Linked DNA regions of Capra hircus: region 1 is linked to region 2. A link is a contact called in public Hi-C data. All regions are on one chromosome and are shown on one strand. Each heading gives the region's core, a stretch centred on a gene start, on an enhancer-like site or on the middle of the called end of the contact. The rest is flanking DNA. Distances are from core to core; before and after follow the strand shown.

Region 1 (4,386 bases), core at 1,644-4,143, 53 kb after region 2:
CTTGTGGGCACTTTCCAAAACAACAAGCCTGTGCTGATGGGCACTTAATACTTAAAAGGCCTTTGGAGCTGTGGTAAAAAAACACCTGTGCGGGAAATATCCTAGTGGGGGTCAGCAGAAAAGAGTTCAAAACAAGGCAGATGGTCAAGGAGTCAATGTCAAGAGGTAGATTTAGCTCACATCTTTTTAAAAAACATCACATGAAAAGATGTCAATGTTATTAAATATTAGAGAAATACAACTCAAGATTGCAACAAAGTATCACTTCACATGGGTCAGAATGGCTACAAACAATAAATGGTGGAGAGGGGAAGAAGTAAAGGGAACCCTCCTACACTGATGCTGGGAGTGGAAATTGGGAACAGCTACTGTGGAGGACTTCCCTGATAACTCAGTTGGTAAAGAATCCGCCTGCAATGTGGGAGACCTGGGTTCGATCCCTGGGTTGGGACAATCCCCTGGAGAAGGGAAAGGCTACACACTCTATTCTGCCTGGAGAATTCCATGGACTGTATAATCAATAGGGTCGCAAAGAGTTGGACACGACTGAGTGACTTACAACTCACTGTGGAGGATAGTGTGCAGGTTCTTCCTAGGAGGAAAATGAGAATAAAATTAGACTATGTCATAACACAATACACAAAAATATACTCCAAATAGATTAAAGATCTAAATGGAAAAATGGATGCCATGAAACTCGAAAACAAGCAGAACATGCTTTGATAAAAATAGCAAATTCTGAATGCAATAAACGTGGGACCCAATTAACCTTAAAACCATTGGCACAGAAAGATCATAAATGAAAGAAAAAGACAACCCTCCTAATGGGAAAAAACATTTGCAAACAAAGATACCCACAGGGAATTATCTCCAAAACACGTGAACAGCTAGTGCAGGTCAATATATTTTTTCTTTCAGTTCAGTTCAGTTCAGTTCAGTCGCTCAGTCGTGTCCGACTCTTTGCAACCCCATGAATCGCAGCACGCCAGGCCTCCCTGTCCATCACCAACTCCCAGAGCTCACTCAGACTCACGTCCATAGAGTAACCCAATTTAAAAAATGTGTCAAAGATTTCTCCAAAGAAGGCATAAAAGGCCATAAAACATGAAAAGATACTCGGCAACACTAATTCTTAGAGAAAGGTAAGTCAAAAGTACAATGAGGTGTCACCTCACACCCGTCAGAATGGCCGTCTCAAAAAATCTACAACAATGAATGCTGGAAATGGTGTGAAGAGAAGTGAATCCTACACTGTTGGTGGGAACTTACATCCACTAGGGAGAACAATGCCAAGGTTCTTTGAAAAACTAAACACGAAGTGCCATGTGACCCAGCAATCTCACACCTGGGCATAGATTCAGAGAAAACCAAAATTTTAAGACACCTGCACCCCAACAATCATGGCAGCACTACGTACACTAAGATACGGAAGCAGCCTAACAGTAGAAGGACTGATGAGTGGATAAAGAAAATGGGGTACCATACACAATACAGTGTTACTCAGCCATGAATAAGACGAAAGTATGCTGTTTCCAGCCACAGGAAAGTATTAAAGAGATGATACTAAGTGAAGTAAGAGAGGGAGAGGCAAGTATCATGATGTCACCTCTAGATAGAATCTTGAAATAGATATAAATGAAGTTTACTAAATAGAAACGTGCTCACAGAAACAGAAACAGGCTTTCCTAACAGGAAAAATGATGGGGGAGCAGGGAGAAATTAGCTGGTTCTGATTAACATACACACTCTACTATTTATAAAAATATAATAAAAAAGGACCCACTCTATAGCACAAGGGGTCCTATGCAGCCCTCCGTAATAAACTGAATGTGAAAAGAACCTGAAAAAAACACATGTACATCCATATTTAAGTGAATACTTCCTAGATGACTCGTTTAGGTAAAGAATCCGCCTGCCAGTGCAGGAGATGCAAGAGACTCAGGTTTGATCCTTGGATCAGGAAGATCTCTTGGAGGAGGGAATGGCAACCTACTTCAGTATTCTTGCCTGGAGAAACCTGCAGACAGAGGGACCTGGTAGGCTACAGTCCATGGGGTTACAAAGAACAGTACATGACTGAGGTGTCTTTGCATGCACACATGCATGGAGCAGAGCACCCCGGCCAGTCCTGGGATTGTGTGGACGTGGTGGGTGGCCGGGTCAGCACACAGGCCACCTCATCCCTTGGTGTCCCAGGCAGCTCCCTGCACAAGGTAATCACACCCATGGCCCAGCATGTCAGGTGCCCGTGAATTCCTCTTCATGGCTCAGCCCCCGGGGATGAGAGTCAGGATGCAAAGAGAGGGCGGGAGTGAAGTTTACTCATAGGACCCCTTGTGCTATAGAGTGGGTCCTTTTTTATTATATTTTTATAAATAGTAGAGTGTGTATGTTAATCAGAACCAGCTAATTTCTCCCTGCTCCCCCATCATTTTTCCTGTTAGGAAAGCCTGTTTCTGTTTCTGTGAGCACGTTTCTATTTAGTAAACTTCATTCACAGAGCCCTTGGGCAGGTGGGCTGTTGGACACAGGGGAGTGAAAGGGAAGCCAAGAGGGACCTGGGCGGGGGCAGGTTGGCGATCTGGTGATGATGAGCAAGGGCAGGTAGCAGCAGGGGTTGAGGGCTGGTGACAGAGCGAGGACAAGGGGGGCCCGAGGCAGAGACAGATCCTGACTTGTCTTCCCGCTCACTCTGGCACCCCCTGGGAGCCCCCGCCTTTCTGAGCCTCAGTCTCCCCTCCTTCCTGTCTGAAATGGGCATGATGGCAGTGTGCATCTGACAGACAGGGATGTTTATGCAGAAAGAGGAAGCAGTTGATCAACCGCCAAGTCCTGTTCAGCTCCTCCTGGCTGTGCCTGCAGGAGAGCAGGCTCCGGTGCGCACAGGACACACCTGCGTGTGCTGGGTGCTGGCCTCGAGGCCATCTGAGCCTGTGCCCAGTGTGCCTGGCCAAGGGGACAGCTGGGTCCTGCCTGCAGGGATGTCACAAGGGGTGTGGTCAACGTGGGGGACCTGGGCTGGGATCTATCTGTCTGGCACATTCTGTCTCCTTCCCCAGCTGTGTGGGCTGGGGTCTGAGGCTGCGTCCAGATCGTCAAGTTCAGGTGCACTGGCCTCTGCAGGATGGCAGCCCCTCCAGGTGACCACCATGGCTGGACTCACACATCACACAGTGGGTTTGCTGCCTGGCTTTGCCCACTGCTGGCTGGCTGGCTGGAGTGTGGGGGCCCCAGGAGGGCTGCTCCCCAGAGGGCACTACACTAAGTCCTGGAGCTGTACTGTCCTGGGTCCTACACATAAATCTCAGTAGAACTAAGCTGCTCTTCTGAAGCCACATAGGATATGGAGTTGGGGTTTTTTCCATTTTATTGATGTGTAGTTGACTTACAAATGCTGTGTTAATTTCTGCTGTAGAGCAGAGTAACTCAGTTATACACATGTATACATTCTCTTCGTGTTCTTTTCCATTATGGTTTATCACAGGATGTTGAATGTAGTTCCCTGTACCATACAGGTCTTGGTTATTGAGAATAGTGCTGTTATGACCAGGTATATGTCCAGGAGTGGGGTTGCTGGATCGTATGGTAATGGAATTAGTTAAGATGAAACCAGAACCTTCCTTAGGATCCTAAACTTTCTCCGATCACAGCACCTTTCATTTTGCCTTAATTTCACATAGTCTCCAGGACAAAAGAAATACCTAACAGCTCTGCTTATTAAATAGTTAGGCTGAATGGTTTAGTATTTGTCCTAAAAACTTTGAAGCTGATTGTAAAGTAACATTGAAACAAACATATAAGTCATGTGTTCATGCATGCTACGTTGCTTCAGTCGTGTCTGACTCTAATCCTATGGACAGTTGCCTGCCAGGCTTCTGTGTTCATGGGATTCTCCAGGCAAGAATATTAGAAAAATGTGAAAAGTGAAAGTCTCTCGTTCATCCTCACCCACAGTTGCTCACTAGTGAAGGAGAGTCTTGTTAGAAGTGTTTGGGTACCACCCTCATTTCCTGGTCAGTGTTAACTTTTGTGTGGGACTCGCTTATTGGAAAAAATTTTCAATGCTTTGTATTTATTTATTTCTCTTTTATTTTTAAAATTTTGAAAGTATAATAACACATTTACAGGAGACTTAGAAAATACAGAACAAAGTTATTTATAGTTCCACTGTATATTACAATTTTTAAGTATCTAAATTAAGATTTTTAGCTGGAGTTTCAATATCAAACTCTCAATAATTAATAGAATAAACATACAGAGCAGAAGGATATAATATACCTGAAAAGCACTATGAACCAATTCAACATAATTTTTTTGGCACTTTGTTGTATGTCCCTAGATATGTTCCAGTGTTCCTAGTTTATAGCCTGTGGGAACTGGAATAAA
Region 2 (4,581 bases), core at 29-2,528:
CAGTGCAGGGGGCTCAGGCTCCATCCCTGGTCAGGGAGCTAAGATTCCACAAGCCCAGATGGCCAATTTCTTTTCTTTTTTCTTTTTTTAAAGAAAGAAATGCAGAGATCTCAGGCTGCCACACACCTAAGTCACAATCTGCTTTAAAGATTCCAGGGGACTTGTGTGTATCTTACAGTTCCAGAGGCCTTCAACCTGAGAGGTAGGCTGTCTGGAGATGCCCATTCTGCAGTCGCTGGCAGTTCTGATGATGTGTGAATGTCACTGTTGAGTTGAGGGTGTGGGAGGAGGTTTTGCTTATGAGATGGAACCAGTGCTCCTAAAGGGGCTAGTGGACATCCAAGCGCCCTCTCCTCAAGGGGCGCGGGGAGAGGGATGGGGGCACAGGTGGGAGGCCAGGGCAGAGCCGCCACCCGCATCCCAGGGAGGCAAATTCGCTTCAAAACCCTGAGTGGGCCCGATGGCACTCAGGTGACCGCTCCATGGAAGAGGCCAGTTGGCAAGGTTAGGGGGGAAAAGCCCCTCCCCCAAAGCATGTAAAATATACCCATCAAAAAGCAAAGGGCTGTAAATGTCTTTATTTCTCTCCCCATTCAATGGCTGTTGAGTTCCCACAGGCACGAGGCAGACACCAGCTAGCACACCACTTTCCGCAGCATAACTTGTGTCCTATCTGTGTACTTACTACCTGGGTGGCTGGCGTCAGTGCAGGTTCCGGCACCACGAGGACCTTGTGACCAAACGCATACAGAGCACGGACGGAGGATCGCTGGCCTCCGGGTGGACCAGACCGCAAAGGAGACACTGACCGCGTGGAGAGGACAGCCGGGCAGGCGGGGCCGCGGCGCGCGCTCAGGATCTAGGCCGCAGGCTCCTTGCGCCGCCGCCGCCGCTCCCCGCAGTAGCAGCGTGAGCTGCAGCGCTGGATCTCGGGCGCCAGTAGTTCTCGCCCTGGCAGCGCCGCTGCGCCGGCCCTGCACCCCAGCTGCCCTAACAGTTCAAGTGCGCGGCCCGCGCGTTGCCATTGGCTAACGCCAGGCCTCCCTGCGCCGGGCCAAAGTCCTCAGTGTAGCTCTGCGACTTGGATTCTTCCGCCCCCGCCACCCCCGCCCGGGTGCCTGGCTGCAAGCGGTTCTGCTGCCAATACATGGCGCACAGCCACAGCGCTCCCACCGCCTGCACCTGAGGGACGCTCTGTCTCCCCGGCGCCCAGAGGCTGCAAAGGAGGCCTGGACGTAGCCGCCCGAATGCCCCCCGCCGGTACGAGGCTCGCGCACTCGAGCTTGAGCACCGGCGCGAGCCCTCGGCCTCTGGCCTACCTGGCGGCCGCTTGATCTTGGAGGCAGCGAGGGAGGCTTCGCGGCGCCGCTGCTCCTGAAGCGCTCCTGCCCGCGGATCAGGTAGTAGCCGATCACCTCTTCCTGGAACTGGTGCCGGTGGCTGGTGAGCAGCAGGCCCGCGAAGATGAACCTTTGCTCGCCCTGCACGGCGGCGCGCAGGATGCTGAGCTCAGCTTCACGTCCATGCTGTACTTCCAGCTGTCGCCTGGGGCCTGCCGCCTTGTACGTGGGCGACGGCGCGGTCTTCTCTAAGGACACCCACGACCACGTCACGATATAGCCCAGGATCTGGACTCTGGGGCCACACTGCCACCGACTGACACTTGTGCAATCAATAACACAGGGACCTGCCTTGGGAGCCTGTGAAGATGAGATACACGAAAATGCTGAAGGAGAAAAGCGCCCCGGGGAAGTGCCAACCTGTCCTGGGTACTGACTGTGTGCCAGTCATGCCCCTCACTTGCTTTCCTCTTGAAACTTAAAAAGTACTGGTTACGGGACTTCTCTGGTGGTCCAGTGGCTAAAACTCCGAGCTCCCAGTGTAGGGGTCCCAAGTTGGATCCCTGGACAGGGAGCTAGATCTCGCCTGCTGCTACTAAGATTCGGTGCAGTCAGTCAGTTCAGTCGCTCAGTCGTGTCCGACTCTTTGTGACCCCGGGGACTGAAGCACCGTCAGGTTTCCCTGTCCATCACAGACTCCGGGAGCTTGCTCACACTCATGTCCATAGAGTCGGTGATGCCTTCCAACCATCTCATCATCTCATTTATATTTGACACGGTGCAGCCAAATATAAATAAACATTTTTTAAAACATTGGGTAGGAGAGCAATTATTTGTAAGCTGCTTCTTCTTTTTTTAAAGCAAATCCTTTTTCCTGGGGCTTTACTATTGAGATCGCCCGCGGGAATCAGTCAGATACTTTGAGCAACCGGAGGCATATCGAACATGGGTCCTCCCTGAGGGTAGGGGGGTGGAGTTGCAGGGGGTGGAAGGCACCTTTCTCACTGCCTTCCCCTCCCGGGAGGAGGAGAAGAGAAGGAGGTGTGCCCAAGAATTACTCCCTCGGTTCCCAGCTTTTCCCAAGGACCCACACAGTGTTATAATTAATTCCCCTCCGTGGCAGCATATCGTGTTCCAATCTCGGCAGAGAGAGTTTTGGTTGTGACTTGCCTACGGTTTGTTTTCTGCACAGGCGTGTTTATGCCTCTCCTTCTGGAGAAACTAAGGGGACAAAAACTCCCCTAGCCAGAGCGCGCGCCTACGTCCCGACCCGCCGCACACAAGCGCACAGGCACGCGTTCCAGACGGAGCCCGGGTGGCGGCGACCGAGGGCAGGCCTGGGAACCCCCACGTGGAAGATGCGCCCCGCCCGCCGGTCCGTCCCGGCGCGCGCCAGGCTTCCCCGGGTCTCGGAAGGGATCCATAAACGCGTCACATTGATGCAGCTGCGAAGAAGGTCCAGCTTAGCTTCTAGCGACAGGATCAGGATCGGTGTTTGTAGAGAGGCACACTGAGTGAGACGGAGCCCAGCTCTCCAGCGTGTACCCCGGCCCGGCCGCAGGCACCGCCCCCAGCCTCTCCACAGAAACCTGAGACAGCCTGCCGCCTTGTCTGGCGCTCGGGGAGGCGTCATAGGGTAGGATCTTATTAGGCCCGCCCTGCGGGCGTTATCCCACCCCTAGTCCAGCCCAGTGTCCACTGCAAAGTGCAGAGTCCCTCAGAGGGATCCCGGCTGGAACGCAAAAGAGAGAGACCTGTGCCAGGTGGCCCAGGAGGAGACGGAGGCTCAGAGCCTCTGCAACCCTCACTGAGGACAGGAAAGGGCCGCAGAGACCAGATGTCTCCATGATTAAAGAAACTGTATGGAGGGCTTCCCGGAGGAAGCTCCAATGCAGGAGCCACATGTTCAATCCCTGGGTGGGGAAGATCCCCTGGAGGAGGAAATGGCAACCCACTCCAGTATTCTTGCCTGGGAAATCCCATGGACAGAGGAGTCTGGTGGGCCACAGTCCAGGGATTCCTAAAGAGTCATGACTGAGGGCGCGCACACACACACACACACACACACACACACACACACTGATTTAAAGGGAAAATTCATTAAGTGATGCTAGGTTTCCAATTGAATGATTGGTTAATTTCAGAAGATAAGAATGCCCAGAAAGGGCCTCCGTGTTGGCTCAGTGGTAAAGAATCTGTCTGCCAATGCAGGAAACACAGGTTCAGCTCCTGATCTGGGAAAATCCCACATGCAGTGGAGCAACTAAGCCCAAACCGCAGCTACTGAGTGTGTGCTCTAGAACCGGTATTCCACAACAAGAGAAGCCACCACAATGACAGGCCCTTCCACCCCAAGTAGAGAGTAGCCACCGCTCACAACTAGAGAAAAAACCTGTGCAACAAGGAAGACCCAGCACAGCCAATAAAAATAATAAGAAGGAAACCAAATGGAGGTGTACACAGAATGTCTGCATCCGTATGAGCATTGTGGCTAGAGCCTTCAAAACCACCACTAGCCATTTTAAGTATTTCCTCTTTACTGTGGACACTAAAGAACAGTTGGAGACATCACCTGGTTGAGACGTGGGCTGAAAAGCAGGTGCCTTCCTTGGGCAGCAGACCAAAAAAGCTGTTACTGCTGCTGCAGTTTCTGAGGAAGACCTGGGTCAGATGGAGTACCACACATGGTCACCCAGGAGGGGGCTTGGGGCCAGGCCTGCCCATCTCCTCCCAGAGAAGGGGAGAGAGGGCTGGCGGCCCACCTGCTCCTACATTCATTCATTCAGCAAATGTGTGTCGGTGCGGGACCCAGGGATCCAGGAACCCTGGCCAGAGGAGCTCACATCCTGTACCCAGGACAGGATAGACAGGTGGCACACTGCTCAGCTGTCAGGTGGTGAACTGCAGACCTAAGGAGCTTTGGCAAGCCTTTCTAGGGCAGGCCAGCCAGCAAGCCTTCCCATGAGAGAGTGTGTAGGTGGACAAGGCAGTGACGACGAGAGATGGGCCCCTCTCTGCCCCGATGGATTGATTTAGGCTGGGGGGAGGAACCTGGGCCCACATCAGAAAGGCTGGGGTGGAGGCCTGTTTGCAGGTTTGTCTGGGATCTGAGGGGCCCTTCTGGGCCTAGTGAGATCAGCACCCTAGTGATGTGCTGACCCCTGTTGTCAGGGGCAGAGAGAATGGGGAGAGTGGGAGTCACCCCATTTCTGCCCTTGAACCGAGCAGCAGCCTCGCTGGG

Evidence for each region. Hi-C and Micro-C count contacts between places; a contact is called where the count stands out from the background.
Region 1: a Hi-C map of blood shows a contact between it and region 2, with 2.3 times the contacts expected there. The contact joins two enhancer-like sites. A contact is called at or near these places in 2 of 5 Hi-C or Micro-C datasets (both in blood).

Annotation. Positions count from the first base shown.
Region 1 is chr21:27,391,973-27,396,358 of ARS1.2, forward strand. No RefSeq gene overlaps it. Among named protein-coding and RNA genes, the nearest start is that of KLF13, 140 kb to the left of the region's middle. Within about 2 kb of position 2,894, at least 1 of the 5 cell types and tissues checked has an H3K27ac peak or open chromatin away from gene starts, as enhancers often do.
Region 2 is chr21:27,340,558-27,345,138 of ARS1.2, forward strand. No RefSeq gene overlaps it. Among named protein-coding and RNA genes, the nearest start is that of KLF13, 86 kb to the left of the region's middle. Within about 2 kb of position 1,279, at least 2 of the 5 cell types and tissues checked have an H3K27ac peak or open chromatin away from gene starts, as enhancers often do.